2 separate regions of the Sus scrofa genome follow, and region 1 is linked to region 2. Evidence: chromatin contacts called from public Hi-C data. All regions are on one chromosome and are shown on one strand. Each heading gives the region's core, a stretch centred on a gene start, on an enhancer-like site or on the middle of the called end of the contact. The rest is flanking DNA. Distances are from core to core; before and after follow the strand shown. Region 1 has its middle 82 kb from the start of PSMG1. Region 2 overlaps ETS2 (protein C-ets-2).

The links. A called contact is a pair of places that touch in the nucleus more often than the background predicts.
Region 1: a contact with region 2 is called in a Hi-C map of skeletal muscle, with 1.5 times the contacts expected there. The contact joins two enhancer-like sites. A contact is called at or near these places in 1 of 47 Hi-C or Micro-C datasets (skeletal muscle) and 1 of 2 datasets of contacts at active chromatin or transcription factors (skeletal muscle).

Annotation. Positions count from the first base shown.
Region 1 is chr13:202,690,353-202,697,051 of Sscrofa11.1, reverse strand. No RefSeq gene overlaps it. Among named protein-coding and RNA genes, the nearest start is that of PSMG1, 82 kb to the left of the region's middle. Within about 2 kb of position 1,696, at least 27 of the 83 cell types and tissues checked have an H3K27ac peak or open chromatin away from gene starts, as enhancers often do. A contact at or near this core is called in skeletal muscle, where this site is marked.
Region 2 is chr13:202,474,918-202,481,937 of Sscrofa11.1, reverse strand. It overlaps ETS2 (protein C-ets-2), which reads right to left. Exons shown (of 10, transcript XM_021070986.1): 6 at 6,444-6,527; 7 at 5,019-5,243; 8 at 3,904-4,167; 9 at 1,752-1,870; 10 at 1-661. The coding sequence ends at 446. Among named protein-coding and RNA genes, the nearest start is that of ETS2, 14 kb to the right of the region's middle. Within about 2 kb of position 3,672, at least 23 of the 83 cell types and tissues checked have an H3K27ac peak or open chromatin away from gene starts, as enhancers often do. A contact at or near this core is called in skeletal muscle, where this site is marked.

The sequences.
Region 1 (6,699 bases), core at 447-2,946, 220 kb before region 2:
GTAACAATAGGCTACTTGTAAAATTTTTTTTACAAACCCACAAGCTGTGGGAGCTCTAGGTAAGTGTTGTGAAATCAGGATGCTATTCTGCGGGCTGACATGTCAGGGATTGGTTGCAGTTTCTATCCCCCCCATCCCCACCCACTAGGGCTGTTAGCTGGTGCTGAAAGCCGGAAAAGTCAATATTCTAATTTTTGCTTCCTGAGCAGATGAATCCTGGGTTCCTGAAAGTGCAGGTCTTTTTGGGGTACAAATTGCCCTTGTCCCTCGTGCCTCTTGGAGAGGAAAGACGCAGAGCGGCCCTGGCCTGTAACTATTAGAGCCCCTTTCCTCATTTTTCAATCGATGGTGGAATTTGACTGTTGCCGTTGGAATTGATTTTATGTATCTGTGTCTTCAGGAAATGCATGGACATCTCACTGCTCTCTTTACATAAAATGCTTGTTGATGGACTCTTCTGCTTCTGCTGTCCTGGCCACCGTCCCCAGGCGACACGATGGGGTCATGGAATTGAACCCTCTGCCTTTCCTCTCACTGGCTTCAGGAGTTCCTAAAAGATGCCTTAGAGGGGGGCTTCCAGCTGAATGTCACTGAGAGAAGTTTAGCAAAATATGTGTATGCGTACGTGCATATGTATGTGTGTGTGTGTGTGTGTGTGTGTGTGTGTGTGTGTGTGTATGTGCATGCATGTGAGTGTAACTGGGGAGATTTCTCCAAAGGATACTTAAACCTTTAATATCCACACGCACGCTAACATTTTTGGTTCCAGTCTAGGTGCAAATGCCTGTAGCCGTGTATGTATCCATGCAGGTGTGTGTGTACACATGTATGTGTGGCTGAATCATTTTAACACAATACACTCACCCTACATAGGCTATACATTCTGACATATTCCTTTCTTTCTTTCTTTCTTTCTTTTTTTGCTTCTTATGGCCTCCCCCGCGGCATTTGGAAACCCCCAGGCTAGGGGTTGAATCGGAACTGCAGCTGCCAACCAAAGCCACAGCCACAGCAATGCGGGGTCTGAGTTGCATCTGCGACCTACACTGCAGCTCATGGCAATGCCAGATCCTTAACCCACTGAGCGAGGCCAGGGATCGAACCTGCATGCTCTTGGATACTTGTCAGGTTCTTAACCCACTGAGCCACCATGGGAACTCCCTGACATATTCTATTCCTATTCCATTCTTGTGCCATTTTTATTGGTTGTTGGCTGTGACTGTCTCAGTTGATTTCATGACTTGCTGGTGGGTTGAGATCTTGTACAGATGCTGCTGGAGAACGGGACTTTGCAGGCGTGGGCAGGATGCATTGAGGCTTGGGATGCAACCAAGGAATTCCTGGGGTGGGGTGCGGCGGGGTGGCCTGCTTCTAGTGTTTTCTGCATTGGGGCACCTCCTCTTTCCTTCTGGCCTTGACCTCTGTCTGCCTTTGTTTCCATCAGACTAATTTTTTCCCTTTTAACCTCAGGCCATCAGCCTGATCCCTTGCCCCTACGGCTGCTCTGGTCTCCGCGGGGTCTGCCCTACCTCGCCCTGGCCTGGGTGAGAGGCAGGGGCAGGGGGCACGGTGGCTGGGAGACTTTTGATTGACTGCGGGCGCCTAGCCTCATGGCCACTGCAGATGGTGTGGCTCAGTCGGGCCACTCTAGATCACCGCCCAGCTTGACAGACCAGGAAGCCCTGCCTCCAGCTCACTGACGCACCGCACGTCCAGATCCAGCAGTAAGTAGGGGAAAGGGCAGCCTCTCCAGCCCAGACCTGCCTGGCCCCAGGCTGGGGGTTTTCATCACTGCACTGCCCAGACTCCCTTTGCCTTTTTTGGAGACAAAGGTTTAAGGGAAGAGCCCTGATAATGCCCTTGGAAGGAGGGCCCTCTCTTCATGGGAAACAGAGCCTTAGAATTCAGTCCTCAACTTTGCCGGCCTTAGGGGACTTTCCAGGAAGTCATGGGATGTGAACTTGATTTTGCTTTTAACACCAGGTCTGATAAAGGCTGTAGTCACTGTGCTTTTGTTTGTCGGCAGTTTCCTTGCCTATTCTTTTTTTGGTGGGGGCACGCCCATGGCATGTGGAAGTTCCCAGGCCAGGGATGGAACCTGAGCCACAGCAGCAATCAGAGCCACAGCAGTGACAACACTGGGTCCTTAACTGCAAGGCCACCATGGAACTCCTTCATTGCCTATTCTCTGTGTACCTGTATGTGGTGGGGGTACCTACTGGTATTTGACTGGTTTGGCAGGTGGGGGATCATGCTGGGGAGGTTTGGTATTTCTGAGGAAGCGCAGTGCTGTCCAGCCATCAGATAGGCTGCTCTGTACAGGTCATGAGCTCCTCGTTACTGGAAGCATCCAAACCAAGTTGCCCAAACCTCCTGGAATGCACGGCTTGGAATACCAAGATGTAGCATGGTGCCTGTATTCAATAAGCACTCAGTGAATGCTTGTTGGATGAATGAGTTTCTGAGTGTGGGCACCCCTTCCAGCCCCCTGATGAATCTCAGGGAAGATGGTAGAGAAGGCATTGAGGAACTCATCAATCGATTCGTCAGCCTTTCGTCTTCAAAACCAACCCAGCCAGAGGGTGGCCCAGCTTTCCTCAAATTCAAGTCAGCTGCTTATGTCAGGGCACATCCCAGGGCTTCAGATCAGAAGTTCTCTGATCTGAACTGAAGTTCACAATCAGAAGTTCTCTTTTTTTTTGCCTTGATATTGATTCTTTAAACAAAGGTTTTTATTGAAATACAGTTGACTTACAATGTTGTGTTAGTTTCAAATGCACGAAAGTGAATTGATTATACACACACCCGCACACAAACATGCACACATATACGGGTATATATTTTTTTCTTATAGTCTCTTCTGTTATAGGTCGTTACAAAATACTGAGTGAAGTTCCCAGTGCTGTAGGTAGGTCCTTGTTGGTTATCTGTTGTATATGGTAGTGTGTATATTTTGATCCCAAACTCCTAATTTGCCTCTCTCTTGCTTTCCCCTTTGGTAACTATAAGTTTGTTTTCTATGTCTGTGGGTCTATTTTTGTTTTAAAAATAAGTTCATTTGTATTGTTTTTTTTAGATCTCATCTGCAAGCAATATTATATTTGTCTTTTTCATCTGACTTACTTCACTTAGTATGATAATCTCTAGGTCCATCTATGTTGCTGCAAATGGCATTATTTCTCTCTCTTTTTTTCTTTGCTTTTTAGGGCTGCACCTGTGGCATATGGATGTTCCCCGGCTAGGGGTCTAATTGGAGCTGCAGCTGCCAGCCTGTGCTGCAGCCACAGTAACGTCAGATCTGAGCCACGTCTGCAACCTACCCCACAGCTCATGACAATGCTGGATCCTTAACCCACTGAGTGAAGCCAGGGATCAAACCTGCAACCTCATGGTTCCTAGTCAGGTTCATTTCTACTGTGCCACAACAGGAACTCCTATTTTATTCTTTTTCATGTGTGAGTAATATTCCACAGCATATGTGTACCACATTTTCTTCATTCATTCTTCTGTCGATGGACATTGAATTTGCTTCCATGTCCTTACTATTGTAAACAGTGTTACAATGAACATAGGGATGCATGTATCTTTTTTAATTATAGTTTTGTCTGGATATATGCCCAGGAGTGGGATTGCTATATCATATGGTAATTTCTATTTAGTTTTCTGTTTTCTATACTGAACCTCCATACTGTTTTCTATAGTGGTTGTATCAATTTACATTCCCACCAACAGTGTAGAAGGGTTACCTTTTCTCTACATCTTCTGCAGCATTTATTGTTTGTAGACTTTTTGATGATGGCCATTCTGACAGATGTGAGGTGGTATCTTGTAGTTTTGATTGCATTTCTCTAATCATTAGCAATGCTGAGTATCCTGTCATGTGCCTTTTGGCCATCTGTAGGTCTTCTTTGGAGAAATGTCTGTTTAGATCTTCTGCCCATGATTTTGATGGGATAGTTCGAGCTTTTTTTGGATATTAATCAGGAAGTTCTTAGCATTAATAGTGCTGCCTCAGGTCCCTTCTGGCCCGAGCGAGGTCCATGTCCCTGACATCTCTAGTGGCACTGGAAATGTAAGCGTGTGAGTACCCATGGATATATGGAACGTGCGTTCTGTCCTGTCCTGCCCTGTCCTATCCTGGCCGGAGGAGGTCCATCCTTCATGGAATGGAGCACTTGGAAGAGGCCACATCCTTTTGCGGTCACCCCAGAGCCAAGGTTGACACACTCCAGCCTGAGGGCTGCATCTGGCCTGCTGCCTATTTATGTGAGTGAAGCTTTACGGGAGCCCAATAAGCATTTTACGTATTGTCTGTGGTTGCTTCACACTATAAAATCAGAGCTGAGGAGTTGCAACAGAGATCACAAGGCCCATGAAACCTAAAATATTTACTTATCTGGCCCTTGGAGGAATCATGGGCTGACCTTTGATCTACAGTAAGAAGGTTCAAGATAAGTTGAAAATATGATCAGCAGATATTGCACAGAATTCCCTGAAATTTGTAAGATCTCAGCAAGGTCGGCTATGTGATCAAAATGATGGGGTTTCAGAGCCACTCCATCCCGCGGTGTAGACCCCAAAGGATTGAAATCCGCATGAACAGTCATGGCGGCTTTATCCGCAATAGCCCAGCGATGGCAACCACCCAAATGACCATCACTGCACAGTAAATTGTTATTCGGCATGGCAAAGGATGAAGTGCTGACGTGGATGAGCCTCGAAAACATTACGCTAATTCAGAAGCCAGATATAAAAGAAAGGTCCAGAAGAGGTAAATCCAAAGAGACAGAAATAATTTTTAAAAATTGTATTGGAATATAGGTGACATACAGTGTTGTGTTAGTTTCAGATGTTCACCAAAGCGATGCAGTGATACATATATACGTAGATATGTACATATATATATGTACTATATATATATATAGATATGATACATATCTATATATAGATTATTTTTCAGATTCTTTCCCCATAGAGGTTATTACAGAGTATTGAGTAGATTTCCCTGTGCTGGACAGTAGGTCCTTGTTATTTATCTGTTTTATATATAGTAGTGTGTATATATTAATCCCAACCTCCTAATTTATCCCTCCCCCCCAACGTTTCCCCTTTGATAAACGTAAGAGACAAAAATAACTAGTGCTTTCCACAGGCTGGGGAGTGGAGGGGAAGACAGAGTGATCCCTTAATGGGTGTGGGGTTTTATTTGGGGGGATGAAAATGCTTTGGAGCTAGATGGATGTGATGGTTGCACGATCTTATGAACAGACTAAATGCCGTCGACTTTCTCTTTCAAATGATTAATTTTATGTTGTGTGAATTTCACTTCAATTGAAAAAAATAATGGGGATGCTAAACAGTTAGATACATCCTGGGGGGTCACGTGCAGCCTCAGAGTCCTTGGTGCTCCAGCCTCCCTGGTCTGTGATGCATTTGCAAGTGTGCATCTGTGATGCTCCCAAGTCCCTTTCGAGGCAACACTGCACATGTGGTTTCCTCAGGGCAGAGTTTTAGTCAGTAGGCAAGCAGAGTCTCATTACCCATCTTTGGAATTTCTCCATCACGGAGGTCCCATTAACTGCCAATTAATTTCCCCATTCCAAACTTCACGGTCCTTAAAGATTCCTGTACAAGCAATAGTTGTTTAGCTAAGAAGCCTAGTTTTCACAATGCACCCATGGGAAATGTGTCTCCATTTCTAGGAGGTGTAGGCAGGCAGAGAAAACTGAGAATCGGGTGGAAATTCATTAACCCAGAGGATCTTGTTGCAAGGTTTTGTAAGGGACAGGACGGTGAAGGCAGTGGGAATAGGAGAGGCTAACTGTGGTCAGAGAGAAAGTCCATGTGGGCAATTATAGGAAGACTATGGAGGGGTAATTTGTTGACAGGATGCATGCTGCATTGTGCAGTTTTGGAGGCACCATAACAGGACGGCCCTGAGGTCACGTAGTGCACAACCTGAGCAACTGTACATGGTGGTCTTGGGTGAAAACAACTCACTGGACTAATTAGCTATAACTTTGATATTCAAATTATAGACTCATCTGAGATCATTATTTCATCTAACACTCTTATTTGAGGGATGAAGAAACCAGGATCCTAGGAGGTTAAGTGCCTTTCCCAAGGTCACATAGCAGAGACTTTGAGCCAGCAATCTGTCTTTCTCTTCTGGTGCCCTTCGTATGATGTAGTCATCAAAGAGGTTGGTGTAGAAAGGGAATGAATGGGAAAACCAATGTTCAAAATATCTTCTCCTGCACTTTGCCCTTGACAAGACCTTTATATGCAGCAGAAAACATTTGAATTTCAACTCTTGGTTTGTATTTGTTGGAGCGAGAGCTAAGCAAAAAATAGGTCATTGCCGAGCCTAGTGGAATAAGGGCAAGGTGAGGAATGGAGAAAAGACAAGGAAAGGCACCAGCAGGGGAAATTTAGAGAGAAAAGCCAAGGAAGAACGGAGGAAAATGGAAAACTGTGTGTGAGAAGGCAGAGAAAACGGAGACTGGAAAAATCATTGGAGCCAATGGCAGAGACGGGGTTCCATGCACACACAGCTGGGGGATCAGTGCTGGTGGGCAAATAGCCCAAATCTGTGGGTTCAAGGGGACTTGAGGAAAATCTGAACTCAGCCTCCAAGTTGCTCCCAGCAGCAACTGTCCTTTAAAAACCACAGCCCCATGGAGCCGAAGGCAGTGGATT
Region 2 (7,020 bases), core at 2,423-4,922:
CGGTAAGATGACCGTCCTATATACAAACTAACTTCTGAAATGGAATGAGTGGTCCTGGCACCTTCTCCCCCTCTGAACCACAGAGACCTCTTTTGCGTTTGCGATTCCCGGCGGCCACAGCAAAAGAAAATCCAAAGAAGCATGTGCGTCCACGACCCGCTCGCTCCTTGGAGAAGCCCCACCAGCCCCAGGGATCCTGTTACAACGCAGTCTGCTGGAGCCAGGCCGGCGGCCCAGCGTGTCCTTCGAGGCCACTCTAAGGTAAGAGCATCATAAATACTGTGTCCCTGTCAGCAGGCTTTAGAAGCGAGAACCCGCGCTGCTTTCGGCGAAGGACCGCCGTTTCGGATGAAATAAGGCCACTGCTTCTTGGAGACCTTGCCGGACGCATCGATCCCGCCGTTTAGGGTCCGTGTGAGATGGGTGAGGACCGCCCCGGGCGGCCTCAGTCCTCCGTGTCCGGCTGGACGCCCAGGATGGCGTGCAGCTCCTCGGGCGTGAACCCCAGCAGGTTCTGGAGGTCGCACACGAAGCGGTACACGTAGCGCTTGCCCGAGGTCTTGTGGATGATGTTTTTGTCGTAGTAATAGCGCAGACCTCGGCTCAGCTTCTCGTAGTTCATCTTGGGCTTGTTTTTCCTCTTGCCCCACCGGCGGGCCACCTGTGGGGAGGATGAAGATGGGTTCCATCACTGTGGCAACAAGACGAAGTGAATGACCTTCCCCCAAGAGGCCTTTTTTTTGGCCTATGAACGTTCCCAGGTGAGGGGCTGAATCGGAGCTGCAGCCGATGGTCTACACATACAGCCATGGCAACACGGGATCCCTAACCCACCGAGCGAGGCCAGGGATCGAACCTGCATCCTCATGGGGACTAGTCAGGTTTGCACCCTCTGAGACACAACGGGACCCCACGATGATTCTGATGCATCAGCCTTGAGGCCTCGACTGCTACAAAAGCTCCACAGAGGGACTGTCTGCACTGGTGCACCTGCTGCGGCTCTGTGTTCCCCGCTGTTGCTCCCAGGATGGACGGAGGTGAGCCCAGCCACAGCTGCGTCTGCTAAGGCCTCTCCCTCAGCAAAACCTCCAAGAGCCAAGGGTTCAGAATCCGGAAGATGCTGTCAGGTCCTCCCCCCCTACCCCCCGGGTTTGCATGGCGATCACCAGCTGCTGAGTGCAATGGGGACCCTGAGACACTGCCTCCCTTAGCTTCCGCTGCCCCAGGGAATCCGGGAGGTGACAGACGGTGCACTCTTGGTGCCAGAGACCAAGGGCTCCCCGTATGCTGTCTTGGAGGGACCTGTATGGGACCTGTCCACAGCTTTCTCCTCCAGACGCGGCTTGTGAAGCCCTGCCCAGCTCAGCTGAGGAGCTGAGCCCAGCCCTCGGGCTGGCACAGAGTTACTAGGGGCTCAGGCCTCCCAGAAAAAAGGACACATTTCCTAGGACATTTTCAGAGGGTCAGGCAAGAGCCTCGATTTATACCTTTCACCTTTAATCAGATGATGGAGCAAGACGGTGAAGCCTGCCCGGTGCTGTGTGCATCACTGGGGGACCCTACACTGTTTATCACCGAAACAAAAGACCGCACTTCATGTTTCCCAGCAGCCAGGAATGCATCCTGTAGAAGTGTTCTCATCTGGACCCTGGTGAACCCTTTCTAAGGGCCAGAGAGTTGAATCTGGGAAGCCCCAGTGATGCAATCAGGTGTGCGAGCCCGGAGGCCAATTTCCCAAGCTCTGGACCTACCTCATCTGGGTCAGCGAGCTTAAACTCCCATCCGTCCCCCGTCCAGCTGATGAAAGACTGGCAGGATTTGTCGGAGAGCAATTCTAGGAGGAACTGCCACAACTGGATAGGTCCACTTCCTGCAGAGAAGGGGGTGGGCTAGATGTTTATCTCTAGATTTAAAATACAGCCTGGCTTTCGTCCTCCTACTGAAATAAGGGATGAGAGGCCTGGCTCTGGACTGGGTGCCAACCTCAAGGGGTCATTCTGGGTGCTGGCGACGGTCTCAGGTGCTTGAAGGGGAGGAGGTCAGACCCCTCCCTGAGGCAAGGGTTTCCTCCACCTGGAAAAGAGGTCACTAGGCCTTCGATTGCTGGGTTTGGTCTTTCTGGGGAAAAAAAAAATTCTGAGCCACCAACTCTAGGCATCAAAATTCCTCACCCTGTTTAATTGCTTCTTATGTAATAACTGTCCAGGTTTACTACTTGAAACTAGCCGAGGGACAGGGTGGGGGAGGTTGAAGGGGCCTTTCAACACAGAACAAGGCATGTCACTTCTGGAATCTCATGCTGGGCTCTCCTGCCAGATGATGGCGGCCAAATTGCTTAAGCCGAGACTTGGTTTGCTCAGCAGTCATGTGGGCATGTGGGCTGGTAGCTACAGCCTCACCACCTCTGTCTGGTGAGGTATATGCTCTGCCACGGGCTCTTCATATATTTTTTTTGGCTCTATCCTGTGGCAGGAAGAGGTTCCCAGGCCAGGTATTGAACCTGTGCTGCAGCAGCAACCCACTGGATCCTTAACCCACTACACCACCGGGGAACTCCTATCTTTTCCCGATTAGCATTTAGAATGGCCGCCGCCTAATGAAGTGAGTACGGCTGTATGGACATTTTAAACATACGAATAAGGTGGGGACTTCCCACTGGTAACGAATCTGACTAGTATCCATGAGGTTGCAGGTTCAATCCCTGGCCCTGCTCAGTGGGTTACGGATCCAGCATTGCCATGAGCTGTGGTGCAGGTCACAGATGTGGCGTAGGCCGCAGACGTAGCTCGGATCCGGCATTGCTGTGGCTGTGGTGTAGACTGGCAGCTGCAGTTTGGATTGGACCCTTAGCCTGGGAACTTCCATATGCCGCAGGTGTGGCCCTAAAGAAAAAAGACTACAATGGGCTTAGTGGCTAGTGAGTGCCTCGTCCTGGATCACAGGCCTGTCCAAGAGCCGTTCTCCAAGTCACAGAGGCTATATCATCAATACGTCAGTGTGGGAGTTTCTTCCTGAGCCTACGTTAAAATGGGTTAATACCACTCACGCCAGGCTGTTCTGGGGTCTACTGACCATCCGCCCAGTTAACCAAAAAGAGCTGGCAAGCAACAAATGGTAACTAAGAGTGAAATGAAAAACACGACCACCACGGCTGTTTCTTTCCTTATCAGGCTCTGACGCCCACGCAGAAAAATTCCAGCAGTTTCCACACGCTGAGCATTTTAACGCCATTTCCATGGCTGTTTGTTTTCCATGACAGAAAAAAAAAAAAAAAAAAAAAAAAAGCAGGCCCCCTATTCTTATTTTAACCTACTGGATTTTTTTTAAAGTAGATTTTTTTCTTAATCCCCAGTGGCTCCATTTGGTCCAAATATGGAAGAAAAAAAAAAAAAGCACATTTAAGGACACAAGAAGCAATGAAAAAAATTTTCTAATATTTTCGCTTAAGTACTGAAAATATCTGGCTCTAAAAACAGCTTTCATATTTGTCCCTGGCCTCGAATAGCCCGTACCCAAACCTTCAGGACGAGACGGACTGGAGAAGCGAGAAGAGGTAAGCAGTGGCTGTGTTATGTGAGGCGGGCTCTGCCTCCCTCCCCGAGCCAGTCAACATTCTCAGAAATTCCTGGCATGGCTGAGTCAGAGCTTAAGCCTCCGAGGCCTGTGGCTCCTCGGGAGCACTTACATTCCAGGTGAGGGAGCAGCCTGGGGGTTCTCGAACACCCTCCCCCCAAGACAGACCGGAGTCATGTCTCTCTTGGATTCAGTATCGGATGCCCACACATACAACAAGGGGGAACAACACAAGGTGGGCCAATGAGCAACGAGCATCGCCCTGGGTACACAAGGCATGGGGCTGGGCAGGTGCAGGGAGGGGGCGGGGACCTGGGGCAGCGTGCTCACCTGTGAAGCCGGCCAGCACGGCCGCAGGTATAACTGGTTTGCCTTGTTCCACCGGGTCGCTCCTCTCCTGGATGTAATCCTTGAAAGACATGGTCGGCTTGTTGAGGCAGAGGGACTGGCTGCAGTCGTCCTCGAAGCTCTCGAAGGAAGGGACCCGCTGCACGTCCAGCAGAGATGACTGGCTGGTCCAGGACTGCAGCAGCGACTCGGAGCTCTCGAAGCTGTCCGCACCGTTCTCGGGGGCATCGTGGTCTCCGGGCTTCCCTGAGAGAGAGAACCACAGGCTCTGACCCTCCAGGCCCCCGGGATGCCCGGCGCCACCACTTAGTGATGATGGTGGCTTCGTGGCCACCAGCCCCTTTCAAGCTGGTGTGGAATCTCCTAGACTTTGCATGAGGCCCTTAAGCTGAGCTGCCTATTCCTGAGGACGCACAGACCACCCAAGTGCATCTTCCATCAACCGTAGGATGGAGGCACTAGTGTCGCTCCAGAGTGGGGTGCTTGACTGCAAGAAGGGGCCACTGGCCACCACGTCCAGCCACGTGATGGTTCTCAGACATGACAGTGAGCAGAAGACAAACACAGGAGGAAAGAGAAGGTGCGACTGCACTTACACCAGGTTCAAGGACGGGACACACCACGGTGATAAAAGTCAGGTCAATGGCACGACCTTGGGGTGAGGCTGCTTCTGCCTGGGAGGGGGTGCGAGGGAGCCTTGTGGGGTGCGGGCTCCCTCTCCATGACAATCTGGGCGGCTGTCACACAGGTGTGTTGTGGATAAAGTCTACCTGGGCTTTGCGCATGGCATACGTGCATCTCCCTAAAAAGAGATCTGTCACCTTCCAACCCTGTCTCCCCCCGTGTTCCCCTGGGTGGAGGAATCTGGCTGCAGGAGCAGAGACTGTGTCGTTTACCCGACACCCACAGCCCAGCCTGGGGCCCGAAGCCTGTGAGGGGTGCGCTGGCTCTGACAGTGACCAGACAGAAAGGTCCCTGACCTCCAGTGGCTCAACACGGGAAGACTGGTTAAGAAGCTCATGCCGCCGCCCAAGCATGGCTCTGGGAATTAAACCAATGGCCCTGTTGAGAGGGGCGCTTGGAAGCCTGGATCTTACCAGCACTGCTGGAGAGCAGGTTCAGGCTGCTGCCGGCGAAGTCCTGGCTGACGGAGCAGTAGTTGACACTGACGGTGCTGAGCCGGGCCTTGGGGAACATCTGAAAGTCCTGCTCGGGACCGAGTGTGCTGGGCGCGGAGGATGCTGGACACAGGCTGTCCAGGAGGCTGCCTTTGGGGTAGTTCTGCGTCTGCACCCCATACGGGGTCTGCTCCACCCCAAAACCTGGAACAGAACCACCGACGGCAGTGCTATTAGGTGACATGACGTGAGGACCAGAGACACCTCCACACACCCAGCCATGCAGCCCTGCCCACTCCTGCCTTCCCTCTGCAAGACCTTGCTGGAAATGGGGGTTTCAGTGGGCAGGCTTCCCACGAAGCCCTCCTCTTCTCAAACTCCTCATCCTCTTAGGCAATGAGGCTTTTCCCAAAATGCCTGCAGCATTTCTGGACCCTGGGGGCATGGCTCGCGTGACTATCCCTACATTTCTCATTTATCAAGGGCTTCCGAGTGAGCCCCAGGATCACAGGGGCACCACCACGTTCAGCTCCCCAAGAACCTGAGGCTCAGGCAGGCTGAGTGACTTGCCATCCGGTACGTGATTCGTAAGGGGACATCTCCAGCCACCTGCCCACACCGGCTGGGGACCACAGTCACCTACACTCGCCAGGGTCCACCACCAGCAGGAAAGACCTGAATTCCACGACGCCTCTTTACATGCCAAAGTTCAGAGCAAGTTGGGTTTTGCTGTCCACACACTTCCCGTATCTGCCACCTTTGTTTGTTATGCTCATCCGACCACAGGAATCAGTTCCCTCCACTCTGCCCGATTAGTTATAGATTCCTGAGACCAATGCTGCCCAACACAAAGATAACCCAAGCCACCAAGGCCAGGTTTCTAGTAACCACATTAAACAAAACCAAAAAAGAGGAGTTCCCATTGTAGTGCCGTGGAAACAAATCCGACCAGGAACCATGAGGTTGCGGGTTCGGGTTCGATCCCTGGCCTCGCTCAGTGGGTTAAGGATCCCGTGTTGCTGTGGCTGTGGTGGAGGCTGGCAGCTGTAGCTCTGATACGACTCCTACCCTGGGAACCTCCATAGGCCAAAAAAAAAAAAAAAGAAAGAAACAGGTGAAATGAATTTGAACCTTTTACTTGACCTCAGCGATCCATTATCATTTCACCATGTAACCAGAATTTTGAAAATTATTAAGGAGCTGCCTGCGTCCTTTGTCCAATACTGAGACTTTCAGATCCGAGGGTGTGTGTTATATTTTCAAGGTGGACCAGCTACACTTCACTTGTTTAGTGTCTGGATTTATGGGCACCGTATGGGCAGGTGAAGGTGCCCTTGGACTTGCCATCAACCTGACAGGAAGACCTAGAACCAAGCTCCTAAGGGCAGAATTGATTCCACTGACCTAATGAATTGCTATTAATCCACTGAGGCACGGAGTTGAGGGGTGAATTTTCTTCATACTGCTCTTCTGTCTTTTCTTGGTTTTCTGAAAAAGAAACCCAGGAGACATAAGACTGGGGAAGAAAGTTCCTTTCTGGATTACTGTTCTACAGGAGTTTCAGCATAACCGAAGGCATTGAGCACTTGACACTTCATCGGATAGCGTTCCACGTCATCGGGTTATTTACAAACACAAGAGACAGAGACGGGCTTTCCTGTAATGAGAGTAAGTCTTCCCAAATTCACGCGGCCATCAGCCAAGGAGAATGTTCTATCGCCTCATGTGAGAGATCCAGATGGTGCCATCAACAAAGGGTTAAATGCTTGGGAAGTGCACCTGAACCTGGAGCTGGACTCCAGGTTAGTCCCAAGGACGGGGTCCTGTCCTGCTGAGGCTCATGACCCACTGGCTCGAACCCTGACAGTGTGTCCAGGGTGGTGAGCGCGACAGAAAGAGAAGTCAAAGCAGTGCCATGGGGGTCTGAACGGGGACCACCTGCCCAGGAACTTGAAAAGGGAAAAGGGTAGCACCCCCACCT